2 separate regions of the Rattus norvegicus genome follow, and region 2 is linked to region 1. Evidence: chromatin contacts called from public HiChIP or PLAC-seq data. All regions are on one chromosome and are shown on one strand. The core of a region is the stretch at or near the end of the contact, and the rest is flanking DNA. Distances in the headings are between cores, read along the strand shown.

The links. HiChIP or PLAC-seq counts read pairs in DNA pulled down with a chosen protein or histone mark.
Region 2: an H3K27ac HiChIP or PLAC-seq map of oligodendrocytes shows a contact between it and region 1, with 8 times the contacts expected there. The contact joins the enhancer-like site here to the promoter of Tmsb4x in region 1. A contact is called at or near these places in 5 of 12 Hi-C or Micro-C datasets (frontal cortex, kidney, liver and 2 more) and 1 of 1 datasets of contacts at active chromatin or transcription factors (oligodendrocytes).

The regions. Positions count from the first base shown.
Region 1 is chrX:30,759,685-30,763,835 of GRCr8, forward strand. Tmsb4x (thymosin beta 4, X-linked) reads left to right here and starts at 1,927. Exons shown (of 3, transcript NM_031136.2): 1 at 1,927-1,984; 2 at 2,986-3,100; 3 at 3,497-3,928. The coding sequence starts at 3,001. The coding sequence ends at 3,531. It overlaps LOC134484016 (a long non-coding RNA gene), which reads left to right. Exons shown (of 4, transcript XR_010061311.1): 4 at 1-729.
Region 2 is chrX:30,878,281-30,882,431 of GRCr8, forward strand. No RefSeq gene overlaps it. Among named protein-coding and RNA genes, the nearest start is that of Tmsb4x, 120 kb to the left of the region's middle. Within about 2 kb of position 2,056, at least 13 of the 93 cell types and tissues checked have an H3K27ac peak or open chromatin away from gene starts, as enhancers often do.

The sequences.
Region 1 (4,151 bases), core at 677-3,176:
TGATCTTTCCACAATTCCTACCACTACTTAACACCAATTGTCCACTTTCCAGAGAGGAGTTAAACGAATAATGGACAAGAGAAGCCCAACACTTTGACAGTCCCTTTTATTTGCATTTCATTCTATCTCTATCACCCTCAGTTCCCCGGGCAAGTTGCTTCCTCTCTTACAGCCTGCCTGTTCTTTTTCAGTCAGCAGCTAAAATAATCTGCCTGCTACATTGTTATGAAAGTAGAAAACTCTAGATGTTTACAGAGTCCACTCTTCAATCTCCTCTGGCCGCATAACTTCTGTAAAGGCTCATCTTTCCTAAGGCAAACAGGCAACCAGGGTCAAGGCTATGGCATTCCTTTGACGTAGGAAGACACAGAGGCAGGGACAGCTGAGTGAAGGGACATGGAATCCAATGACCCACCAAAATGGTGTCAGTGTAACTGCAGAGGCCAAGCAGAAGAGGTCAGGAATGCATCCCGCAAGATCCGTTCTGTGTTTCAACAATGCAGTAAACTCCCTTCTAGTGAACACGGGGAGAGAGGGGATGTGTTACCCGAGAGGTGACATCTAATGCACGCTCAAACAGGTCCAGGGCCCATGCAAAGGGCAGAAAGGCGGTCTCCCAAGTAGAGCATTAACTGGGAAACCACATGGGTCACCTGCTCCTGCCTACCCCCATCTCCTTCCTCCTAAGTAAAAAGAGAAGTAGATGAAGAAATGGGGAAGTCCAAGCTGCCCCAGCAGTACCAGTTTAGGGTCCTTATAACACTTGACTCACTGCCAGAGAGGCAAAGCCTCTGTCATAAAAAATGCTTAGCAAAGGCTTTCTGGAAACATCCCTCCAGAGCACAGAAAAGGAGAAGAAATGTTTTATAGTTCTCGATGTCTCCGAAATAATCCCAAGGATGCTTTTTAATATCCTACGTAGCTTCTTCCTATCACCTACCACTTGCAGGCACAAGCTTGGTACCTGCAATTACTTTTTAGTAGCAAGTAGGTCCCTGGTACTCGCCGACTCAGGTGCCATTTTGAAACCAGCACCTCTCTACCTGAATCGTCCACATGTGTTGCTGAAAACCTTTCCCTCAAAACCTAGCTCGCACTTCTGTTTCAATCCTGATAGTAAAGCTAAAGGATCTTGTGATCTTCGGGAATCCGTGGCTTTCATTAGAAATCACTTTTAATTGATGAAAATAAAACAGAAATGAACTTCCTTATTGTCAGTCAACAGCAAAAGTTGAATTTGATTTAATTTTTAAGGGGCAGGCTGTGCTCTCCATAAAGCTCCCAATTAGCTTACACCTAGCAAATGTTAGTTAACTCGATTGCTCACAGAAATTACAGCAAACAATATAGATGCTGCAATGCTAAAACTTTTCTTTTAAAAATCCACCCAGGGTTCCTTTATCACCCTCTCATATTAAGGGGGAAGACAAGCGAGGGAGACAAAGAGGGCCGGGTGGGGCGGGCGAATGCGGTCCACTGGTCTGAAAGCTGAGTCATAGGAATCAGACCCCACCAGCCCTTGTACGCGGGACACCGCACCCTATGATGCGGGCGTTGGCTGCAGACAAAGCCGGTTTCTAAGTAAAAAAATGTCTGTCCCCTTAGGTGCCACTCGGGACCTTAGTTATCACGCATTAATCCTTAAGAACAGGTTTGGGCGGCTATTGCAAAAGTTCAGGATAATAAAATAGACGTCAAATGGGGGAAGGGGCATTTTGAAGGCGTTTGTTCCGTTTCTAGTTCCGCCATCGATGTGGTTCAAGGGCCCTGGTGGATGGGGATGTGGGGGTTGGGGAGGGGGGGGGTCCGACAGGCCTCTGAACGCCCTTCCGGAGACGCGGCGTGAAGGAGTTAAGCGGGACAGCGGGTGACATCACCTCATTTGCATATGAGCGCGCATAAAACGGCGCTCGCCGCGCCCCTCCCGACAGTCGGCAGCGGCCTCTGAGCAGATCGTCTCTCCTTGTTCGCCCAGCTCGCTCAGGTGAGCCCCAGGGCCCCTTCCTTCTATCCTTCCCTGCCTCTCCGGCGGAGGCGCTTGCCTCATCCTTAAAGCGAAGTCCAAGGGGTACTTCCAGGCAAGGTTGTTTCGGGGGACCGGGGCAGGGGGTATCTGAGTAACGGGAAGGGAAATCGATGATAAGAAAAAGCCCCCCCCCAAAAAAAATCGGGCATTCTGCTGCGCAGCTTAGAGGGGAATTGGTTTTTTCTCCTCGACCCTCTCTCCGAAGTGTTTTCCTTTACTTAACTGGCTGTAATTAATCAGAAATAGAAAGATCCTTTGTTCAAACGCTCTGCATTCCCCTTAAACGCCTGATGGCTTCGAGGGCTGTTATCTGTGGCAGGTTTAACCTACCCGGCCGGCCTTTAGCGTGAAAATTGGGAAGCCCTTGCAGAGGAATGTATGCAAAGGCGGTCAAATGGCCCCTGCATGCAGATCAAGATGCGTTTGCGAGAAGTGGGGAGGCAGCTTTGTGTGCCGAGGCTGCATTGTTGGGCAGGAGGAGGAGAGGAAGCGAGTAGGGCGGTGGTCGGCAGCTGGCGGCGTCAGCTCCCTCGCCTTTGTGAGGAGGAGAAAGCTGGACCGCCTGGTATCTTTTGGGGAGCCAGCCCCGTTTTGCGACCTTGGCTCTATTTTAAGAGATTTTACTAGACTTTTTCCTCTTAAACTGGAAGTGGCTTCGTTCTATCCCAATTTTAATTTTTCAACACTACAATGTTAAGATTCCGCAATGATGAATTTTATTCTACGGAAATACCTTTGAGTATTTCCACCTTCACTCTTTGATTCTTCACTTTGAGAATATTAAGGGGGAAGATTTTTTTTTCCTATAGAAAGACTAAGGTCTTTAGCGAGGAGTCAACAAGGCAATAGGATTTTAGGCTTTGGGGTTTCGGGCGCGCGCGTTTGGGGTGCTTTCAGAACTGGGAGAGGCGAGGGTGGGTTCCTCTTTCTTAGCTTTGGTCTTCGTTTTGTACCTGCAGCTCCTTCCAGCAACCATGTCTGACAAACCCGATATGGCTGAGATCGAGAAATTCGATAAGTCGAAGTTGAAGAAGACAGAAACACAAGAGAAAAATCCTCTGCCTTCAAAAGAAAGTAAGCTGTTCGCCCTCGCCCATTTTCAGAGCCGGCTGGGCGGGAGCAGAGCGGGAGCTGCAGTCGGGAGGAGGAAGGGAGGGGCCGCGGGGAGGATGGGGGGTTCGGGGGAGGAGCCGACAGTTGATGATGATGAATATGGCCTGCAAAGGTTAATTAAAAACTGTTTTGCAGCCAACAAGCGCCGGGCTTCAGTGATTTAATAATGGAATATTTATTATTCTGTTATGCAAATACATTTATTGGGTAACTGCTTTGGTTGAGTATGTCTTGCTCAGCGTGGCTACTATGTATCCTTCTAGAAATTTTATAAGATGAAAAGAGATTTTTTTTAAATGAACATCGTGTCATTTTAGACGGTGCTCTAAGCCTCCATCTTTTTTTTTTCTTCCACAGCAATTGAACAAGAGAAGCAAGCTGGCGAATCGTAATGAGGCGAGCGCCGCCAATATGCACTGTACATTCCACGAGCATTGCCTTCTTATTTTACTTCTTTTAGCTGTTTAACTTCGTAAGATGCAAAGAGGTTGGATCAAGTTTAAATGACTGTGCTGCCCCTTTCACATCAAAGAATCAGAACTACTGACCAGGAAGGCCTCCCCCCGCCTCTCCCGCCCACCTGCTGGCCTGGCTGGCAGAGAGGGAAAAGAACTTGCATGTTGGTGAAGGAAAAAGCTGGGTGGGAGATGGTGGAATTGAGAGTAAAATAAAGATGTCTTGCAGGATATAAAATGCAGTTTAATCAGAGTGCCATTTTTTTTTGTTCAAACGATTTTAATTATTGGAATGCACAATTTTTTTAATATGCAAATAAAGTTTTAAAACCTGGCTGGCATGTCTGTTTGGTGTCTGGAAAGGGGTAGTTACATGGGTGATAAACCTTTGCAAAGCTGCCTGCCTCTTGGTCACTGGGACATAGAAGTGACAAACTACTTTGGCATCACAGCGCTGGGTTAGTCAAGGTATATGAAATACCTTGTCTATAGCAAAAGATTGGGAGGTCTCATGCAGATGGTGAATTCCTAATGGATTACATGAAAGATTTAATGAA
Region 2 (4,151 bases), core at 806-3,305, 120 kb after region 1:
CACGTGCATTAGGAGGCACTCTACCAAATGAGCTATAACCCCAGCTCCGAAGTTCAAGATCTTAAGACAAAGTTTTCTGCAATACTTAAGAGGGCCCGAAATACTTAGCAAAGCTTCTTATAAGAAGGAAGAAGAAACTGAGCTGTGGGGGCAGACACCTTTAATCCCAGATTCCATGTAGAGGCAGGGGGATCTTTGAGTTTGAAGCTGGCCTGCTCTATAGTGTGAGTTGCAGGACAGCCGGGGCTACACAGAGAAGCCTGCTCTCGAAAAACCACAAACCAACCAATAATCAAATAGATAAAATACATGTTTTAAAGGAAGAAGAGGGAGCTGCGGAATGGGCATAAGAAAGACAGCAATGTGACAGCAACAGAACTTAGAGGAAGCCACAAGCTAATGAATGTGGGCACCAGAATCTGGAAAGAAGACAGGGCATGGACATTCTCTTAGCGCTTCCTGGGGACATGTGGCCCAAGCCGCATTAATTTTGGCCTAGAGATACTGGGTCCTCGCCTCGAATCTGGGATTAAAGGTGTCTCAAAATTATTCTTCCCAGAACTGGGAAAGAAAAAAAAAGCATAGAAATCATTAGTCAGTGGTCATTTGTTACAGGAGCCCCAAGAGACTAATTACCTTGACACCTCCAGAGTCCCTAATTGATCCATTGCCATTGAAGGGCAAACATTTTGCTGTAGACAAGTCCAGAGAAAGGTAATGGAAAATTCCGTTGTTTTGCCCTAATATATGGCACCTGCCTCTTCTGTGCCTCTATCCATCAACAGTGCCCACTGACTGACTATCTAGCCAATCATGTGGTTCAAAGCTCTAGACTCTCCTATCCCGTTTGACCTGGAGTGTGGTTGCACAGATGCACCCATCGGTTATTAGACTGTGCAGTCTTTCTCTTTTTCTCATTTACTGATTGAATTCGTTTTGAGGCAGGATCTCATGTACCCCAAAAGAGCTGAGGATAATCCTGAACTTCTGTAGCTTGTACCACGACTGCCTAAGTGCTGGGCTTACAGAAAAATAATCTTTACCACTGTATTTGGTTTTATGTGGTACCAGGGCTAAAATTCAGGGATTTGAACATGCTACATTGACTGAGCCCCAGTCCTAGCCCTAACGATGCACTCAACATTGTTTTAATAAGGAAAACTTGTGGGAATCAATTCTTTTTTAAATTTTTATTTATTTTATATATGTCAGTAAACTGTCACTGTCTTCAGACACAGCAGAAGAGGGCACCAGATCCCATTATAGTTGGTTATGAGCTACTCACTTTGTGCTTGGTGGGAATTGAACTCAGCACCATCAGGAAGAGTAGTCAGTGCTCTTAACCTCTGAGCCATCAATCCAATCCAACTGTTAACATTTTAAAAGACACCTATGTGTGTTGCATGCACTTGTACATGTGTCATGAGGCTCATGTGGAGGTTGGAGACCAACCTCGAGTCTCAGTCCTTGTTTTCTTCCTTGTTCGAGTCAGGGTTCTTTATCACTGTGTATTTCAGATGAGCTGACCTGTGAGCTCCGGGGAAATTTCCTGTCTTTCTCTTACAACTATGTAGATGCACTGGGATTACAGATGTGCCTGGCTTTTTGTGTGTATCCCAGTGCATGTTCCCATGTTTGTATGGCAAGCCTTTTGCCCATAGAGCTACCTCGGCAGTCCTTAGTTGCTTAAAGAAACAGAAGCCATTTCCTGTGCCAGGTGTATGGCTGAGTAAACCAGCAACGTTGAATGTTGGAAGGACATGGAGGCAGAAAGAACTGAACAGACACATGTCCATAAGAAGCACGTGCTTAACATAACTTTGTACCCGGCTGTATCTTTTAAGCTGGTCTTTCCTGGTTCTGGGGCGGTGCTGACACAGACAGAATCTCTGAAAGCAAATATTTGAAGAGGAACCTTTGCTTGGTGACGAGGTAGCAGCTGAAATGCAATCTGCAGGCAGCGAGAAGTATGTGGATTATGTGGGCTGAGGGCAGGCAGAGAGATCTGAAGAAGTCTCATCTCCTGTTAAGGGACAGCTCTGTTACAGACCAGGCACAAAACGAACAGCCCCTCCCACTCGTCTTGCTGCCAGCTCCCTTCAAAAGTGAATTCCTCCGTGCTGGCTGCTCCCCTCTGGAGTGCCACTGAATTCTAGAAATCCCAAGAAGCTTTGTGAAAGCAACCAGAGAAGGAGAAGGTATTTTAAGGAGTGTAATAGTGTTGTCACCGCTCTAAGGAACAAGGAATGTCCACGTTAGTCTATCCACAAGGTGGACTTGACAGCAGCCACCATTCAGGAGAGCAGCATTCCTTATGCAAATAAGTTCATTCTGTCTCGTTCTGCCTTTGTGTCCAGGTTATTCCATCTTGCTATTTCTTCTCTTAAAATGGATCTTTTTCTGGGCAGTACATTTTACTCCTAGGTGAAGACGGCTTGTTTCTCTGAGACATATTCTAATCCTTTCTTACTGGGTTTGAGGGTATGACACTGGCAGGGGGAGGGCAGGTGCAGATCTAGGTGCCTCCAAACTTAACTCACCCTTGACTGAGTCTCCCTAAAATCCTCCTCACACTCTCCTTTGTTCCTTGCTTCCCGCTCAGGGAAGGGGTTGGCCAGATCTAGGTGATACCAATAGTCTCGCCCAGTCAGGAAATGGGTTTGGTACTCCAATTCAGGAAGTCAGTAACAGTAGCGTAATTCAGTATCTTTTTCTTTCTATATTTTTTAAACATTTATTTTTTTTCCATTGTTGCCCTGCTGGGTAAATAGTTATTTTTTATGAAAACAACAACATTCTTCTTTTTTGGTGCTGCTCTTGCTGGGCATGGAACTCAGGGTCTCACAATGGCCAAGCACTTGATATACCACTGACTTACCCCAGCCCTTCCTCTGCCATTTGAGAGCTTGATGAATGTCTTGTTCTGGAACTGGCTTTGAAATCAAATTCATGTTTTTTCTCTAGAGTTGGAGAACAATACCCTGGCAATTGGTCCTAAGTTACTCATAATTGCTTTTCTTCAACTCAACTTTCAATACATCTATTAGTCGAAATGTCACAACTTTCTGCTCACTTCTTACTCTAAAAAGCATGTGGCTAAAGACATAAGCACGGGATCTAGCAAAGGTCTCTCTCTCTCTCTCTCTCTCTCTCTCTCTCTCTCTCTCTCTCTCTGTATTTTCCTTATGTACCAGGCTGACCTAGAACTCAATAGGCCAATGATAACATTGGACTTCTGACCTTACTGCCTCTACCTCCCAAGTGATGAAATTATAGGCACATATCTGCAAGCCCAGCTTATGTGATATTGGGCATAGGACCCAGGGCTTTGTGCTTGCAGGCAAGCACTCCAGTAACTGAGCTGCAGCCAAGACTGAGCTTCCTTTATTCTGAAGTTTAGTGTAGGCACCACTGGAACCTGTGCTCAGAGGCCACTACAGTCCTGGAGGGCTGGCTTCTTTCCCTGGTATATGTGTTTATGGAACCATCCTTATTACTGTCGTCGCAATAACACAATTAAGTCTTCATTTCAGAATGGTGAGCAAATCAGTACAAATGCCTTTTGTGTAGATAGAATCATAATTTTTATTGTTCATGACCTATTTAATGATGTATAATTCATCTTTTTATGTGTACAGTTCTATGAGGTCAGAGCTCCAGACATAGTCTGTAAGTTTCACTACAATTAAGCCATTGATGATTTATGTTATCCCATAAACTTATACTTGACTATTTTGTTGTCAATATCCTCCCACCAACTCCTAGTTCCTGGCAAGCACTGATTTGTTTTTGGTCCCTTTATCTTCCCTTCCCTTCCCTTGCCTCCCCTCCACTCTCCTCCCCTTCCTTCCCCTCTCCTCTACTCTTCCCTCCCCTTTCCCCCTCCTCCCCTCCCCTCCCCTTCCCTTTCCCTCCCTTTTCTTTTCCTTTTCCTGTATGTTAAAATACATAGCCCAGGCTACCTTCTAACTTTTACTCTTAACTCCTAAATGCTTGTTTGTTTTTTATAAGCAATGTCATCCTACCAAGTGCTTTGGTGGTGTTGTCGTGTTGTTAAACAATATTACCCCAATGGAATCCAATAATATGTAGCTTTTGCCTTCTGCAGTTTTTACTCTGTATCGATTTGTTTTTGTGTTTGTCACAGGGTC